2 separate regions of the Anser cygnoides genome follow, and region 1 is linked to region 2. The links are chromatin contacts, called in public Hi-C maps. All regions are on one chromosome and are shown on one strand. Each heading gives the region's core, a stretch centred on a gene start, on an enhancer-like site or on the middle of the called end of the contact. The rest is flanking DNA. Distances are from core to core; before and after follow the strand shown. Region 1 holds the start of LOC106037501 (serum paraoxonase/arylesterase 2). Region 2 holds the start of PPP1R9A (protein phosphatase 1 regulatory subunit 9A).

Region 1 (4,065 bases), core at 967-3,466, 170 kb after region 2:
TGAGGACGTACTTGCTCCAAGCACAGGACACTCTGAATGCAAAGATCCCACAGCAAAATCTAGCCACGCTTGCCCCCGGTGTCCCCTGCAGAGCCGTGCCCTGGCTTGGGCCAATCACGCCTAGCGTCTGCACTGCTGCTTGCCTGGGACTTCTCCCTTTCCATTTGCAAGAGTTTTCCCCAAGCGGTCTGCGAGCCCCGCAGCGCCAAAAGCACAGCAGGAACCCAGCCAGCAGCCCGGCAGAGATGATGATATCCCGACGGCATTCCCAGGGAAACACTTTGTGAACTGGAATGAGAGTAATTCAAAAGGACACTGGTCACAAGCCTACAGCACATACAGAGGCTTTTTCAAACTGCGTCAGTTTATCTAGCTCCGGCAGCCTTGGCTACTGAGCCAGATGGCCTAGATAGCTAGCTGGCCTTCCAAAAACACATCGGACGTGCAGACTGGGGGGGATGCAGCTTCAAGAAAAGCAGGAGCTCTGCCAGCTGGTGCCACCCCAGTGCTTGGCACCTCTCCCCACCCGCTTCATTGTTCCAGTTTCAGTCCTCCGCCTCCTGTCCCGCTTTGTGAGACGCACACAGCAGGCATTCCCCCTCCTTGAGCAGCGCCCTCTCACATATTCAAAGACCTCTCTCTCTTTCACTTCTCTGCTCTAGACTCAGCAGTCCCAGAACTTTCCTTTTCCTGACAGGACTGAAAATCACCTCCAACTGTTGGTTTTGCTCCCAGTTCTCTTCGAACCGCCAGCATCTTTCTGGAAGCACGCTGCTGTTTCGAGCAGTACGCAAGCTGAGGGCTGTATCAGTACAGAGCGTTATGAAATGATAACGTTGTGTACATATATGAACAACAGATACTGGTCATATAGATATCGTTCATATATATACAATCCATATATGCCCGTATATACATACACATAGGAACACTGTGTTCATGTATATATGAACAATGTCATACATGTATATTCTTCTGAGGAAACCAGTAATACAGTATAATTCACACTCGGATTTCATAGATTTGATAAGGGCTTTCTTCAGGGAAGAATTAGCAACTCCAAATTGTCAATAGGAGAATCTGTGTCACTTCAGTCAGTAACACACAAGAATTTCTTTTCCACTGAGCGAGTCTTACTCAAGACCATTTCGCAGCTATCAGCAACATAACAGATGCATAAACAACCCCGATTTAAGAAGAATTAGGTCTGTAGGACTTGTAACAGTTCTTCAAGCCTTATCTTTTGAGCATTTCAGGGATTTTTGTGTCCTACTATGCAGACACAATATACCCAACTCTCACGAAGAGCAAAAGGGCTTTGCTGGACTCCTGCCTTCTGGGTGGGGGTGGGTAGCAGGGAGGCCAGGAGAATTTGGGACTAACAGCTCTCCTCTTGAGGCTGTGCCTCCACGATTGCAGGGCACGCCGGCCGCTATCAGAAGCCGCACGCTGCCCAGCTCCCTGCCCGCCCGACGGCTGCTGCTCTGCCGCAGCCTGCTGAAAACACCACTTGCAGGAAAACCCACAGAGCGCCACAGACGCTGGGGGACCCTGCTTTTAACAGGATACCTGGCTTTACCAGATTCCCGATACGGCATTTGTTCTTGGGACTGGGAGAGGGGCATCCCCACGGTCACTGCATGTCGCCAGCAGTCGCGGACTCAGCGCAAGGTGCACTCACACCTGTGCCTGGGGGGGGGGGGTCCTGTGTTTTGGGGGGTCTGGCTGCAGGCAGTGCACACCTCCTTCTGCAATTAGCTGCAATTACCGCAGGCTTATGGCTCAGAGAGCCGGAGGGCATAGCAGCATAGATACAATGGGTTGGAAGGGACCTCCAAGATCATCCAACTCCAACCTGAGGACCACAGAGGTCCGCAGAGGTCAGAGGAGAGCTCACCCACACAGGGGCTGTGTCAACGAGAGGAGAATAACCCAAGAGCTCCCCTCAGCCCCGCTCCCGGTGCCACCGGCGGCCGCGGCAGCCGTGCCCCCGCTGAGGGGCCGTGCCCGGCGGCCCGCAGCTCCCCGGGCCGCCCCCCGCCCCCCCGCCGGGCCCTCACCGAAAGGCCAGCAGCCGCTCCGCCGCCAGGGCTGCCGCCATCCCGACGAGAGCCACCGCCAGCAGCTTCCCCATGGCCGCTCCCCGAGCCGCGAGCCCCGAGCCCCGAGCCCCGGCCGGCTCCCGCCCCGCCCCGCTCCGCCCCGGGCCGGGCCGGGCCGGGCCTGGCCGCCCCGCTCCGCCCCGGGCCGCCCCTCGGAGCACGGCGCTGCCCCGGGCGCCGGGGTGGTGCTGGTGGCGTGCCTCTGCCCTCGGGCCTCACGGGGGTCCGTGAGCACCCACGTCCCGTCTTCCCCCCTAAAGTGACCCCACGTCCCAGTTTGACCCCACCCCAAAAAGGGTGATCCCATGTCACAGTTTCCCCCCCAAAAGCGACCCCACGTCCCAGTTTCCCCCAAAGGGTGATGCTCGCCCCACTCCCACCAGCAGCTTTCTCCCCTTGCTCTCCTCTGGGATCCCCACGCAACAGGCTGCTCTTGCAGCGTTTTGGGGGTGCGCACCTTGCAGGGCCGCTGCCCTCCCTCAGCAGCTCTTTCCCTTTTCCTTTACCCTTTGCCTTCTCCATGGTCACGTGTAACTTTTGGAAATATAAACATATATGTTCAAAAATATAAAAATGTAAGATCACAAAACATATTGTGACTAATTTGGAACATATTGTTCAATAGAGTAAAAAGGCTTACAGAAGAATGCCTCTGTATTTTAGCCTGCTGCAGCACCACTTTGTTGGCATCTTATTTTTCATTTATTTATTTACACCACAGCTAAATTTGAAAGAGCACATATTACTTACTGCCTGTGTCCCACTTTTGGCCCCAAGTGGGTGCCATTCATCTGAAAAAATGTGGATATCAACAGGGGAGATGAAGAGTAGACATCAGAGTTGGTCATAAGGTGCCAAGTGTAGCCCTACTGTGTCAGACCAAGGGTTTGTCTGGCTTGACAGCCAGCAGCAGCTGTAGCCAGGGGCTTATGGAAACATAAGAAAATGAGAGGCAAGTTGGATTAATCCCCCAAGTCTCTTTCCCAGCTTCTAATTATTTTCAGCTCAGTTTGATGAGCTTTACCTGTTTAGTAACTCTCACTAGATGGCTTTCAAGTAGTTCCCTGTCTCCTCTTGAAGTGAGTAGTGCTTTTATCACATTCTTGCTAATATCACACCACCTAGGTAGTCTGTATAGTCAGGGCAGGAAAACAGTTACATGGAGGTAGCAATTCATATGAAAGGAGTATAAAACAGATTGCGACGTCTTCCCTAAAAAGTGGCCATTTCTCTGCGTTCATTAGACGAGGAGCCTTCAGTCACTAATCCAAGCACAAAAACTCTGCTCTCTAGATGCCTGACAGTAGGTGGACTGAATCTCTCTTGAAGTCTCTCCCCATCAAGTCCCTCTTGACTGAAAGAAGAGCCTGGCTGTCTCGGCAGCTTACCGCCAGCTTACCTCCTCAGCATAACCCCCGCCAGCCCGTGATCTGCCCCTCAGCACTGCCAGCCTCCAAGCATCCCCCTCCCCAGCACCCCTTGGCTGGCCGAGCAGCTGCGGCAATGCTACAAAACCCCTGCTGCTCACCCCCCGCCGCTCTTCGGTCTGTTACGATTTCTCGAGCTCTTTGCCTTTGGGGAATGCAGGAGAGACCTGGGAGTGATCCCCCGCTGTGTAGAATGATGGCTAAAAGCTGAAATGAGTTGTGTGCACATAATCAGCTGTAGAGTTCATGTCAGGGGAAAATGTAACAAGCTGGGGAGCGGAGGGAGTGAGCAGAGCAGGGAGATGGGATGTCTTCTTCTGATTTAATCACTTAGACTCTTCTAGAGACAAGGAAAGCAGAGAGGCCCCCTGTAAATATGTTGGGGGGGATTCATTTCATGTGGAGAACCAGGTGAGTAGCACTCCATAGATGCCTAGTCTTCCTCTCTATCTCTGCTCACAGCAGTAGGACGGTAGACAGCTCACTAAGTAAACAAAAGGTAACAGTCACATGGCTAAAGGTAAAGGAAATCATTT
Region 2 (4,141 bases), core at 14-2,513:
CATTTAGTGTTTGCTTGTGTCACTTTTTTTTGCTTGTGAATGTGAATTATAAAACTCTTCAGATACACATCTAGTACATGCTAAGATCTTCAAGCACTCTGCATATTTAATATAAAATCAGAAAGGAAACAAAATGTTCAAATTTCTGCTGTGTCCCTATTCCTCTTCAAGGAGACTTGAAGTTCTCTGTTCGTCTCTTCAACAGTCAAGCGGCTCTCTTAGTGTTCTTACAGGCTTTCCACTACAAAATCATACCAACAGAAGGGCCCTGCCGAGATCCTCCGATCTGCGGTACTCGCTGATGGTTTGGCATTTAACAGGGAGTGTCCTGGTTAGCTGAAATAGTTTTCGTCCTGGTGCGGGCAACCTCCCACCGGCCTCCTCACCACAAGAAGCTGTGAAACCAGCGTTCCCTCATCCTTCTGCCTTGGGATGGGATCTCAGGCGGTCGGCTTTCTGTAACGGCATGTGGAGCTCACAGGCTGCTACCCTCAGGGACTGCCTCCCTCTCCAGGCCTCCTCTCCTCCCTGCCGTGGCGTGGCCATGCTCAGCGGCCCCCAGGGCAGCGGACACCCCCTGGCCTCTGGCCGTGCCCCTCTCCTCGCATCCCAAGTGGAAGCCATGCAACACCCCACGATTAAAAGATTTGTTGCTTTCCTGTCAATTTAAACGTGCTGGATATCGAGGCCAACATTTTGAGCTGCGCACCCTTGGTGCAAACAAGATTAACCAGAGATCGACACCTGTGAACACTTAAGGGTATAGCCGCCATGTTCAGTCTCATTAAACTAATGAATTAAGTCTGCAAGGCTATATACCTGATGTCTTCATTTTCAGCCACTGGCACCTTCATTCTGTATGCCTAATAATTATTTTTCACGATTTGCAACGCACATCTCCAGGCCATTTTTTTTTTTTTCTGGACGTTTATGCAACTAGTTTTCCAGGCCGTTTTCCCGCAATTAGTTTAATGAACTTTGCTTGGGAGTCGCTATGCGATTACCGGCCGTTCCCTGCTCGGGCTGCCAATTTTACCCGTTGCCTACAGGTTCCGTGGCGGCGGCGCGGGGCCAGCAGGCTGTGGTGCCGCCAGCCCAGAGCGGCGAGCTGTGAGATGCCCGGTCCCCCCCTGTCCCCCTTGTCCCCCCCCGTCCCTCCTGTCTCCCCCCCGTCCCCTCCAGCAACCCCCGGACGGATCCAGCGGCGGCGGCGGGGCTGCTCAGCGCCGCGCCCGGCTTTGCAGCGGGCGCATTTCTCCTCCGTGTCGGCAGGGTTCAGTGGCTCGTTTCGCGCAGCCGGCGAGGGAAGGCGGCTGGCTCTCGAGCCGCACCTCCCGCCTCGCAGGCTTCCCCTCCCCGCCGCGCAGGGACCCCTCGGCCTGCACACCGAGGCTCCGAGCCTCGCCGGCGGCGGCTGAGGGGGGTGGGGGGGGGGAGGCGAGGGCGGCCGTGCCCGGCCCCGCCGCTCGGCGGTACCCGCCCGGGGCCGGCCCGCAGCGGGAGGGCTGCCGGCCGCCTGCCCGCCTCTCCCCGCCCGGCGGAGCGAACCACTGCGGCTGGCCCGGGAGGTGAGGCACCTGTCAGCGGCCGTGCCGAGCCGAGCCGAGCCGTGCCAGGCGGAGGGGGGCGGGCGGGCGGCTGCGGCGGGGCGCGGCGGCTTCTCCTCCCCCGCTTCGCGGCGGTGCCCCGGCCGCCTGCAATGGCGTTGAGGCGCCGCGGCCGTTGCCGGCTGCTGTCAGCCGCCGTTCTCCGCAGAGCCGCCGGAGGAGGAGGAGCGGGGGCAGCGGCCGGGTAAGGCGGCGGGGGAGCCCCTGGCACCGGGCTTTTGTTCCCCGGGGCCCCCGCCGCAAGGTGCTGCCGCCGCGGGAGGGGAGGGGGTGTGGGTGTCGGGGGGGCTCCGGTGCCGTGCCCTCGGCTGAAGTTGGCTTCCCGCAGCCATCGGCGCGGGGGTGGGCGGCGGGGAAATGGACGGCGAGGAGACGGAGCCCGGCAGGCACCGGGGGGGGGGGCTCCGGGAGGCTCCGGGGAGCGGCCCCTGCGAGCCCCCCGGCAGCGGGAGCGGCCCCGACCCCAGCCCCCTTCCTGCGGCTCCTCCTCGGGCCCGTCGAGGGGCAGCTCCGTGCGGCCGGACCTCCGTCCGTCTGCGGGCGCTGCGGGCGGGGATGCGAAGTTCGGGTGCAGCTCCCCGGGCCGTTTTTTGGGGAGCAGCCTCTCGGAGCGCCTCGCCTTCGATGGCATTTCTACCATTTCCCTGAGAGAGCTGGGGCCGGCTCGCGGCGCCCCGGGGAAGCAGAGCCGTCGCGTTTGCGCGAATTACTTCGTATCGGTTGATGGCACGTATTGCCATGGTTATTCGTAAGTAACTCAGGCGTTTGGGATTTTTAATTTTTTGGAAGAATTCGGTAACGGAAGTAGCGTTTCCATATTGCCTTAGCTTGTGTGCCCGTGGCTCCGTACTTCTTTGTGAGCCCTCCGCTGCCGAGCGATGCCCCAGCCTGCAAATTTCTCAGCAATCAGCGTGCAGAAGTTTGGGCTGACGAGTCTCCACGTGTTGGTGTAGTGTGAGATTTGTGTTTTTTCCACTTCTTTTGTAAATCTGTCGAATAACTGCAAAGGGAAATCACGGCTTAGATTTAGGGAAGTGCAAGTACGTGACAATTCAGAGAACCCTGCTTTCTATTGCAGGTTGAATCTGCTGGTGCTCTCCAAAGTCCTCGCTCGTGCTGCCCTGTCGCAACTGGCTGCGTGTGCTTAGATACCTGCCTCCAGAGCTTCTCTCGAGGATGGCCCCGCTGCAGGGCACTGCTTCCTAAGAAAAACCCTTCCCAAGCAGGATCTCGGTTGTAGCAGATGACTGAGAGCGGCACCGCAGAAACTATGTAAGCTGGTTTTGCAGCCCTGAAGTAAACATGATGAAAACGGAGTCTTCAGGAGAGAGATCAACCCTCCGGAGTGCCTCTCCTCACAGGAATGCTTACAGGACTGAGTTCCAGGCACTGAAAAGCACCTTTGACAAACCGAAATCAGATGGAGACCAAAAAACGAAAGAGGAAGGAGAGGCCTCTCAGAGCAGGGGAAGGAAATATGGCTCAAATGTCAATAGGATTAAGAACTTGTTTATGCAGATGGGCATGGAGCCCACTGAGAGTGCTGGAGTTGCCCCCAAAACCAGGGGGAAGGGTGGCCCTCCGTCGCCTCAGAGACGAATCAGGCCCAAAGAATTTGTAGAAAAAACAGACGGTTCAATTGTAAAATTGGAATCTTCTGTTTCGGAAAGGATTAGTAGGTTTGATACTATCCATGATGGTCCTTCTTATTCCAAGTTTACCGAAACTCGGAAGATGTTTGAGCGAAACGCTCACGAAATGGGCCACTCCAATCGCTATTCCCCAAAGAAAGAGAAAGCGGCGTCCAACGAGCTTGCGGATGAGTGGTGCAGCTCTAAGTCTCACAGGGGCAGCACCGATTCCCTGGACAGCCTGAGCCCCAGGACAGAGACCGTCTCCCCAACTGTGAGTCAGCTCAGCGCTGTTTTTGAGAACGCTGACGCACACAACGTAATCGTTTTAGAAAAGGCAGAGAACAACGAAGAGTACTCCGTAACTGGTCACTACCCGCTAAACCTCTCCTCCACTGTCGCGAATATCTCCTCCCCTGTTGCAAACCTGGAGGGCTTCAGTCCTCTGAAAGATGCCAGCACGTGGTCTCCGCCAGCCAAACAGGCTGCAGGCCCCATGTCTGTTGAGCACTCTCAGCAGAATAGCACGCCGTCAGCACCGAGACAGAAGGTGTCTACAGGCACTCCGTCAGGTTCAAAAACAACTGAAGAAATAAAAAAGAATACAGAAGCAAGTGCTGACCTTGTTGAGAGCTCCGTGGTGAGTCAACAGGAGTCGGTACTTGACAGCGAAAGATGTGTGGACAGTTCTGCGAGGAGTAAGTCAAAAACAGAGGCAGAAATTCCATTGCGACCAAAGGAACAGTCAGAACGCGCAGAGGGTATCGCTGATAGACCCGAAGCTGCAGAAGCACCGAGAAATTTAGTTTCAGATTTAGCAACAGATGCTGTTTCAGATGCCACCGAGACCCATTATGATGATGCAAGTGAAAAAGAAGTGCATGAAGATGTGAATAATTTTCA

Evidence for each region. A called contact is a pair of places that touch in the nucleus more often than the background predicts.
Region 1: a contact with region 2 is called in a Hi-C map of granulosa cells, with 2.0 times the contacts expected there. The contact joins the promoter of LOC106037501 here to the promoter of PPP1R9A in region 2. A contact is called at or near these places in 2 of 7 Hi-C or Micro-C datasets (granulosa cells and liver).

The regions. Positions count from the first base shown.
Region 1 is chr2:26,595,096-26,599,160 of Taihu_goose_T2T_genome, forward strand. LOC106037501 (serum paraoxonase/arylesterase 2) reads right to left here and starts at 2,217. Exons shown (of 10, transcript XM_048075459.2): 1 at 2,061-2,217. The coding sequence starts at 2,134.
Region 2 is chr2:26,427,931-26,432,071 of Taihu_goose_T2T_genome, forward strand. It overlaps PPP1R9A (protein phosphatase 1 regulatory subunit 9A), which reads left to right and starts at 1,264. Exons shown (of 20, transcript XM_066991741.1): 1 at 1,264-1,568; 2 at 2,686-4,141. The coding sequence starts at 2,910.